Regions from separate parts of the Arabidopsis thaliana genome. Here region 1 is linked to region 2. A link is a contact called in public capture Hi-C data. All regions are on one chromosome and are shown on one strand. The core of a region is the stretch at or near the end of the contact, and the rest is flanking DNA. Distances in the headings are between cores, read along the strand shown. Region 1 holds the start of CDG1 (Protein kinase superfamily protein). Region 2 holds the start of ICE1 (basic helix-loop-helix (bHLH) DNA-binding superfamily protein).

Region 1 (4,546 bases), core at 1,764-4,263, 100 kb after region 2:
TAAGTCCTACCTATCGAAAGAAGCAACGTGCGATTTTACTTTTTCGATTATTTTGTTTTACCTAAATATTGGTTGTATGTGTATGTTTATTGATAACCATGTAATTTTTGATTCAATATAATAAAATTAAATATTAAAAAAAATGAAATGAAAAAGTTTACGTCCAAAATATTAATTTTTTTGTTATGAAACAAAATCTTAATCGAATTAAATAAACCGAAGTTATTGAAGCAGATGAAATTTGTAAGAAATCAATTTGATGTTAGTACATATATAAAAACAAACATAAATCTAGTATTAACTAAATTGCCATGTTTAAATGTTTTAACAAAATTTGGTTTCTAACAATAGTCTCACCAAACAAACTTAACCAAATATAACTTGAAAAACAAGTTAATAAAAATTTACTTCACTTTCATGGAGTCGGAGTTGGTGGCGTAGCCCCTCTCCTATTCATACCGGCCCAAGTACGAGCATCATCCACGATTACCCTCCTTCTCTCAATAGCTTCTTCACTAGTTACGTATTCTTCTTCTTCTTCTAACATCCTCATCATTGTCTCATCCGGTGACCTCGATGTCCCCGCCCCATCCTTATTTCCTCCTAGTAGTCTACGCCTAGTTCTCCTTTCCTTCCTAATTGTGTGATCAATGATATACTTAAGACACTCCACGACTTGGCTGATCGATGGTCTAGCGTTTGCTTCTTCTGCTAGGCACAGAAAGGCCACTTCAATACCTCTATAAAGAAGTATATTCGAAAAACCGCCTTTTCTTGCTAACCTTGGATCTACAATCTGCCTTATTCTGCCATTCAAGAACAACGGTCGTGCCTGTTAAGAAAAAAAAAAAGAAACACATGAACATGTCGTCATCAAAATCGGAACATTCATTAGTCTAATACGTATCCACACATCATTAAGGGCCATAACACGAAACTCTTTTTCATCAGCATAACCAAAATCAAAACCTATATATGGTTAAAGGTCAATAGTAAAACCACTACCATTTTTACGAAAAATCAAAATTGATAGCATATGGTTTAATGGTTAATTGATTAATCTAAACCCTAAACCCTAAATCGTAAACGGTATAATTATGCAAAATCGACCAAAAGGTCACCATCAAAACAATTTTTCTCTTAAGCAAAATTGGAATTTAGATAGATATAATCTGGTTATATAGTCTAAAAGAAGCAAAGCCTATAAATGGTCATAAGGAAAAAACTAATCCATCCTTAAGCAAAATAAGGTTGAGAGGATTACCCAATGCACAAGATAGCGACTTTGATTACCAACGCATTCGGATGAGGGCATAAGAGCTTTGCGTCCACTGATAAGCTCCAGCAGCACAACTCCAAAGCTATAAATATCAGATTTCAGCGTCAACTTCCCGGTGTTCGCGTACTCTGGTGCACAATACCCATGAGTTCCCATAACTCTAGTAGAGACATGAGACATATCATCACTTGGACCAAACTTTGCAAGTCCAAAATCTGAGAGCTTAGGTTTATAGTCATGATCCAACAATATGTTTGAAGTTTTCAAATCTCTGTATATCACAGGAGGTTGTGCTTCGTTGTGAAGAAACGCTAACCCTTTAGCCGCTCCTAGAGCTATCTTCATCCTTGTCTTCCAATCTAAAGCCTCTTGACCCTCGCTAAGATCTGACAAAACAACACAAGAATTTAAAAAACTTTAATGAATCTCGTTCTTGAAAATTTCTTGGTTTGAGTGTAGTTTTTTTTTTACCGTAGAGATGATCTTCTACAGATCCAAGAGGCATGTATTCATAGACAACGAGTCTTTGATCGCCTTCAGCACAATAACCGAACAAATGCACTAGGTTTCGGTGGTGCAAGAGCGAGAGCATTAGGACTTCCACAAGAAACTCTTTGTCTCCTTGAATACCAGACTGATCAAGCATTTTAACAGCTATGTTCTTGAATTAAGACCAACAACAAAGCACAATGACAAACAGTTAGAGATTTCACAACGACAAGATTATTGATTTGATTAGTCCAAATGTTAATAATAGATTACCTGTCCAGTGCTTAGCCTTCCTTTATACACAGTTCCAAATCCACCTCTTCCGATCAAAGATTCATTCCTGAAGCTGTTAGTCGCGATGGCGAGTTCTCTGTATGAGAAAATCTGACATCTGTATCTAGAAGAATCTTGCACTACGGTTTGTGAACTTGACGAATCTACTTCTTTTGCTGTTCCAGCTGGTTGGGCTACAGAGGAACAAAACAACACAATGAGAGACTATATCACATATGTTATTGGATCACAAGTAGATTAAAAAGACATTTATCAGCCAAATACACAAATCTTTGAACTATAAAACACAAACCCTAAGCCGGGATTTGTACGATCCGTATAAACTAATCACAAGACAAATACTATATGTATCATTAATAAATAAGCTATTTAAAAGAAAAGGGAGATTTTATCATGATTTACTACTAATGACTGGTATTAAAGATGACTAATCTCAAGATTAATCTATAAATAATAATAAAAAGATCAAAGGGAAGTGAGAGGAACCAGAAGAGGAGGATGTCTGGTTACGTATGGATCTCTTATGAGATTTGTCTTTGAGCTTCGTTTTCCGACTGGGACGAAAACACAAGCAACTAACCATGTTTTCTTTTAATCAATCTCAAGGAAAATAATCTTTTTGTTGTTGGTGTCACTCAATAAACAAAGATATACACACACATACACTCTCTATATGGTTTATCAATAGGGCTCAAGAGATGATCACACACGAGGACAAAGAACTAACGGTTTTGTTATCAAAAAGATGAAAACTTTGAAGGAATCAGACGAACCCCAAGAAACACACGATCAACAGAGATTCGAGTTTTGGGAATAATTTTCCATCAAAAATTGATTACAAAAAAACACGAGAAATTTGTGAGGTGATAAGGAAGGAGATTTAGATTAAAATCGAGAGTTTTCGTAAAATTTTGGGGGATTTAGATAAGATTTGGTTGAAGGGGTTTTGATAGGAAGGAAAGACACGTAATCAACAAAAGAGAGCATGGGGGTGCAATATATATGGTACGTTACTCACCAATTGCTTCTATGAGATAAAATCATTTATTGTTTTATTATGCCATTGAGGGTAATAATCTACAATGTTAATTGTTTTATAGTAAGTTTCTCCTTTATATCCCTGGAATTTATAATTGTGATAAATGTTGGATTCTGAATTTAAACTAATTTTTAAGACAAAAATTAGAAAATAATCCTCACGTTAAGTATTTCTAAATTCTAATAGTGATATATTAGATGATAACTATGTTTGTTATGCATTCAAAAAAGGCCCAAAACTATAGACGTAACGACAAAAAAATTATCAACGTTTTTGAAATTCATTGAAGAATTTTTTTTGTTGGTTGGTTTTGGTGCAAAATAATTTTTAAGTGTATTGCAAAAACCGCAGAGAATAACAAAATTTTGATAAACAAATTCATGTAACGTGAGCTACAAGTATTAAAGATTCCCAGTCTAAAACTCAATAATTTTTAACAGACGATGAAAACGGCAAGATGCTTTTCCCTATGTTTAACCTCAAAATTAAAAGGAACGCTGATAATGGTAAAATTTAGGCCAATATATCCATGCAATGTAAGTTAAAAGATTTTATCAAAGATTCTCTGTCTGAGACATAAGACAGTTCCGAACCAAATTTGGAAACACATTCAACTTCTATTTCACATTATTCAATATACGATAATGATAATTATCGGAACTTTTTTTTTATGGTTTCTATGGATTTTATGACTCCATTCTTATCATTTTGTGCATAAAAGTCTAGTAATTAACAAAACTAAAGAAAGAGGAGAGGGAAACAGTATTAACAAGTATTAATTATACGAACGTATACACATTTGATTCTTGGTTGTGTTCTTCTCTAGCTCCACTATGAGGTTCAAATTCAAAAGTTGTTTTTGATTTAGCCAAGACTTTAAAGAAGCCTTGGCCGAGATTTTATGACGACAGATAACGGTCAATAATGATGGTTAACGTTGTTGATCGGTTTTTACGATCGGTTAAGGTTCTGACATTAGTACAATATGTAATGTAAATCATGTGATGTGAGTCATGGAGCCATACCACTCTTAAAATTTGGAGATTGTATGGTAGTACGTAGAATAAAAAGTATGGTAGACAGTACATGATTATGAATGAATCATGACGTTCTCAAATCTTTTTGTAATCAGATTTTATTTCCATCACAATTATTTATTTTTAGTCATTACAAAAGTTTACACCAAAATAGCAATTGTTACCTTTAAAATGCATATTTTACAAGAACTACTTACATAATTAGTTTTGTCCATCTTAAACTAGCTCTCACCTATACCTGAACCTACTTGCAATGTTAGTAGCAAATTTCTAACGACGAGAATAATAATAATGAAATTAACAATCTGCAAGTGGTAGTAAATTGAAGTTTCACTAACCGAGAATCAATTTTTGTATTAGGAAAAGTTTGATTCCACGAGATGATGTTCCATCTTTAATGTCTGACAC
Region 2 (4,349 bases), core at 777-3,276:
TGAATGTTCACTGCTCTTCCTTCCCTTAATCTAACCTCAACCTGTGAAAAAGAAGCAGAGTAATCTCTCAAACATGAATCTTTGTTTTCTTCTTTCCAGTCTAAGCAAAAGTTATACAGAATATAGTCCTTACTCTAGCTTGCTGGCCTTTAGGACTTGGTAAAGAAGAGGGACACAACTCTTCCTTGACACGACAAGAAAGAGTTTGCGGTGTAGGTGTCAACGGATGGAAGCTTGATGAAGTTGGAGGCAAAGATCCAGGAGGAGTTGACTCAAGTTCATTGTGAAGATCATTGATCCTTTGTAGAAGTTCCTTCAGATAATCAATTGCATCTCCAAGTATTGATGCTCTATCCATCTGCAAATTCATCGAAAATCCATAAAACACTATCACGAGCCTCTTCCTCAAAAGAGTAAAGCAACTACATGCAAAGTTTGACAACAACAAAGGCCCTACAAAGCTACAACACAACAATTCTCTATAACAGCAACAAGTAAACAAGCTCTTAAGGAGATAAAAGAGACAAAGTAAGTGTTTACTTTGCTGATCTTGGGGACAACTGATCTAAGCATATAAAGCCTATCATTAAGCTTCTTCCTCCTTCTCCTCTCAGCCATCAGATTCTTAGCAGGCATACCTTTCTTCTTACCCTTTCCTCCTCCTCCAATCTGAACACTCTCAGCCGCTTTACCGCTCTCATTTATCTCATCAGACTCATAGTTCAACCCAGAAACCTCAATCCCAGTCTCATCCATATCTCCATCATCACTAAACCTCCTCATTCCCGAACTCTCCGAATTTCCCATTTTGCTTCCAGAGCTCTGACGCATAGCTGCACGTTTCTGGAACAGAGTAGGCTGTGCACCAGACGATGCTAACACCTCTAAAGGCTTCAGAACTTTCGCTCTGTTCCCAACAAAACCACCATTAGCAGGACTACCAAAACCTTCCAACTCCAACGGAGCTGTGAAACCACCACACAACATTGTGTTGTTGTTGTTGCTTTCCGGCGCAAGAAGTGACCGAGCAGACAAGAAATCAGGAACAGAACTCAAATCCCTGTTCCCCAATTGTGTCAAAGAACCAAACCCCATCGAAATAGGAGCATGGATTTGGTTAAGAAAACCAGATTCAGAGCCAAACTCAAAAGCATTATCAAAAGGGTTTGCAGAAGAAGGAACATTGAGAAGACAACCCTTGTTGTTGTTAGTTGACAAGAACTGATTTTGCTGAGAAGGGTCAAGACTAAAAGCTTGAGAAGGAGAACAAGAAGAAGAAGAATCAATAGAGTGTTGAAGAAGAAGATTATCATTAGGGTTAAAAGGAAAACCACCAAAGTATCTGAAATCTGGCTGATTCTGTAACATCTGAAGATCTTGTGGATGTGGTTGGTTACTACTAAACCAATCACCTTCAAGCATAGGCTTAAACTGAGAAGAACCATCTTCTTGATTCCTTCCCCATGAACCTTCCTCGTTCTCTTCCCTTTCTCCACCACCACCGTTTAACCAAACCCCTCCACCATTGTTTCCGTCAAGACCCATCGCCAAAGTTGACACCTTTACCCCAAAGTCTGAACCTTTAGAGGAAAATTCTGCAAAGTTGAGACCTTTAACTGAAATTTGGAAGCTTGAAGACAATTCTGCAAAAGTTTGAAAACAAAAGATATATACTTTGAATATTCAGAGACTTGGAAAAGTAAAAAAAGAGAAGCATTAAAGTAGAATCACGAGGATTTCATGAATTGAAGAAGCGAAATCTGAAAAGGAAGATAGAGATAGAGAGAGAGAATGATAGATTCATTTCTCAGAGCTTTCAAAAATTGAAACTTTTTTTTTGATGGATTCAATTTCGGCCACCATGAAATTGCTTTATCATTGAACACATACCCCAGATTTCTCGTGACTCTCTTTGCTTTGCTTCGTTTACCGTATCTCTCTCTCTCTCACCGTCACTATTTCTCCATTTTTCTGCTTAATTTTGGCTTAAGCTTATCTCTCTGTCTCTGTTGTCACTGTCTCTGTCTTTATATAGACAGTGTTTAAGTAAGTTAATGATGATGATGATAATTTCAAAGTGTAATTAGCATCATTCATGCAACGCGTGTCTTCCATGCATTTCTTTAACTCATATTATTACCTAATTATTGTTATGTACTTAAAAGTTCTTTTTCAAAAGATGGTAATAAAATTTATTTTATATTCTTACTATTAAATATATTTCCTTTTATTTTTTGTATTTTTTTAAAAAATTATAAATAATTATGTTGTAACGCATATCTCGACTTTACCGGCGTCGACATCTTTTCGATGGTTCCTAAGCTTCTTGAACAAAGCCACATCAAGCTCAAGTTTGTAAGTAAATAGTTTAATTTCATAAGTCTTTTAAACATTAATTAAGTAAGGACGAGTAATTCCAAATTTTCTGATGATTGTAGCGTTTATCACCATTATCAACTAAATTGAGTTCCCAAAAAAATATAGTTGTGTTGCGATATGCTTTCTAGTCTTCTAGAGGAAGTAATTAGGGATTCATTTTCTAAAAAGTTTTGTTAGTTTCAATTGTGGCTTTGTGCCTTAAATTGGCTTTTTGCTTATATAGTTTTGGTTTATGCTTTATTATTAGAGAATTTGTTTTTCTACCGGCTAAGATTCCGGAGATTTAAACGTGTTCTCCGGCTATCTATCTTAGTTTCCTTCATTTAAAGGTTTTAATAAACATTGAATTTTTTTTTTTTTATGGGCTGTTTGTTGCAGTCCACCCATACTATATGGGTTCAATTAGGATCACTATGTAGTAGACCTCAGCCCAATTCATTATGTATTTTTTATCTTCTTTCTAATTTCATACAAACTATAAAATTCTACCTAAATAACCAATTTCCATTTATTTCTGTAGTTGTAATTTATAATCAATAATTCGCGTTTATTGTTTCGAAATTTGAGTAAATCTGAATTTAAGACTCGGTCAAACTTTTTAAGACTCGGCCAAGCTTTCAAAGTGTTTTTGACATGTTGTTGGGAAGGTTTTAAACTCGGATTTACTCTAATCGCGAAATAGTAAACATGAATTATTGATTTTAAATTGTAATTACATATAATAATTGAATTTGGTAAATTGGGTAGAATGTGGAATTAGATAGAACAAAAAGAGCAGAAGGTGAATTGGATAGAGGTCAAAAATATTGGTAATCCTAGTTAAACGCATATAATACATGTGGATTGGTACAAACAGCCATTTTTTATTTATGCATCAAGTACGGTAGTGCATTTTATCCGTTTCATGAATATTGATTTTGCAAATTTTCATTTCACACAGATTAAAAATTTATACTGCATTTTCTTTCTTTCTATCTACTTCTTTTTATTTACTGTAGCTATACATGATTTGATTTTCAATAATAAACACTTCCCAAGAATTATAATTCAATATTAGTTTTACTTTATTTTAAAGCTACTATAATACACATAGGAATCTTGAAGATTGATCTTTGATGAAATGGATGACGTATCTATTTCACCAGTTTCAATATATTGTTTCTTTGCAAATATATGAAAATAGTCTCTTTGTTTTCAATAAATCCAGCATGGCTTGAACAAAATAAACTTACTCATTAGAAATTTTTTAAAGATGAATATGAACAACTTAAAGCTTATTTTTAACTCCATCAAATTAAATGGTAATGGTTAGTGTGCAAGGAAAACTTATTTCCAAGTAGTCGATATATCCTTCATTTGGTAGCAATTTGGTGAATGTGCTGAATCAACTAGCAACTCAATGTTCTTCAAAATTTGGGGTAGAATCTTCGGAGTGCTCTTCAACTTCGATTTGAGAAATCATTATTATTTTTTGTTTCGATCCATTACAATCACCGCAATGTTAAGTTTATTAAAACTGAGATCACTAGGTAGAAAAGTAGAACCACTTAATTTGCTTTTCATATATAAGTTCAAATTTAAAGAAATTATTTTTTTGGTTTTCCCTAAGGTTTGGGGTTGAAAATTTTGAAAGAAAGTAATAGAGTTCGATATATGTATATTAATTTCTTTCCAGTTTTGATGTTTAAAGAAAAACTATGTAATTCGAAAAACAAAATCTACTTAACGATGTTATTGACGGTGGTCCGGTTGTCTTTAGTTCGACTAGCATCATATCCAAATATAGTTTAAAATATCAGTTAATTTTCTGTTAAAGACATGAAATGTCTTAACATGTGCATGCCATCCACACTAAATTTTCTACGCCAAAGAAAATTCAATTGTATAAAATTGGAAGACCATAGGTTTGTCTACGCATAAAAAAATGTTCAAAAAAATGCATGATCATCGTTAAGTTATTACTCTCACCC

What was found. Capture Hi-C pulls out chosen DNA fragments and counts their contacts.
Region 1: a capture Hi-C map of seedling shows a contact between it and region 2, with 1.6 times the contacts expected there. The contact joins the promoter of CDG1 here to the promoter of ICE1 in region 2. A contact is called at or near these places in 1 of 26 Hi-C or Micro-C datasets (rosette leaf) and 1 of 3 other capture datasets (seedling).

What each region holds. Positions count from the first base shown.
Region 1 is chr3:9,936,292-9,940,837 of TAIR10.1, forward strand. CDG1 (Protein kinase superfamily protein) reads right to left here and starts at 3,014. Exons shown (of 5, transcript NM_113608.3): 1 at 2,549-3,014; 2 at 2,042-2,235; 3 at 1,751-1,940; 4 at 1,265-1,665; 5 at 291-832. The coding sequence starts at 2,645. The coding sequence ends at 416.
Region 2 is chr3:9,833,246-9,837,594 of TAIR10.1, forward strand. ICE1 (basic helix-loop-helix (bHLH) DNA-binding superfamily protein) reads right to left here and starts at 2,027. Exons shown (of 5, transcript NM_001035697.2): 1 at 1,891-2,027; 2 at 541-1,643; 3 at 134-358; 4 at 1-41. The coding sequence starts at 1,545.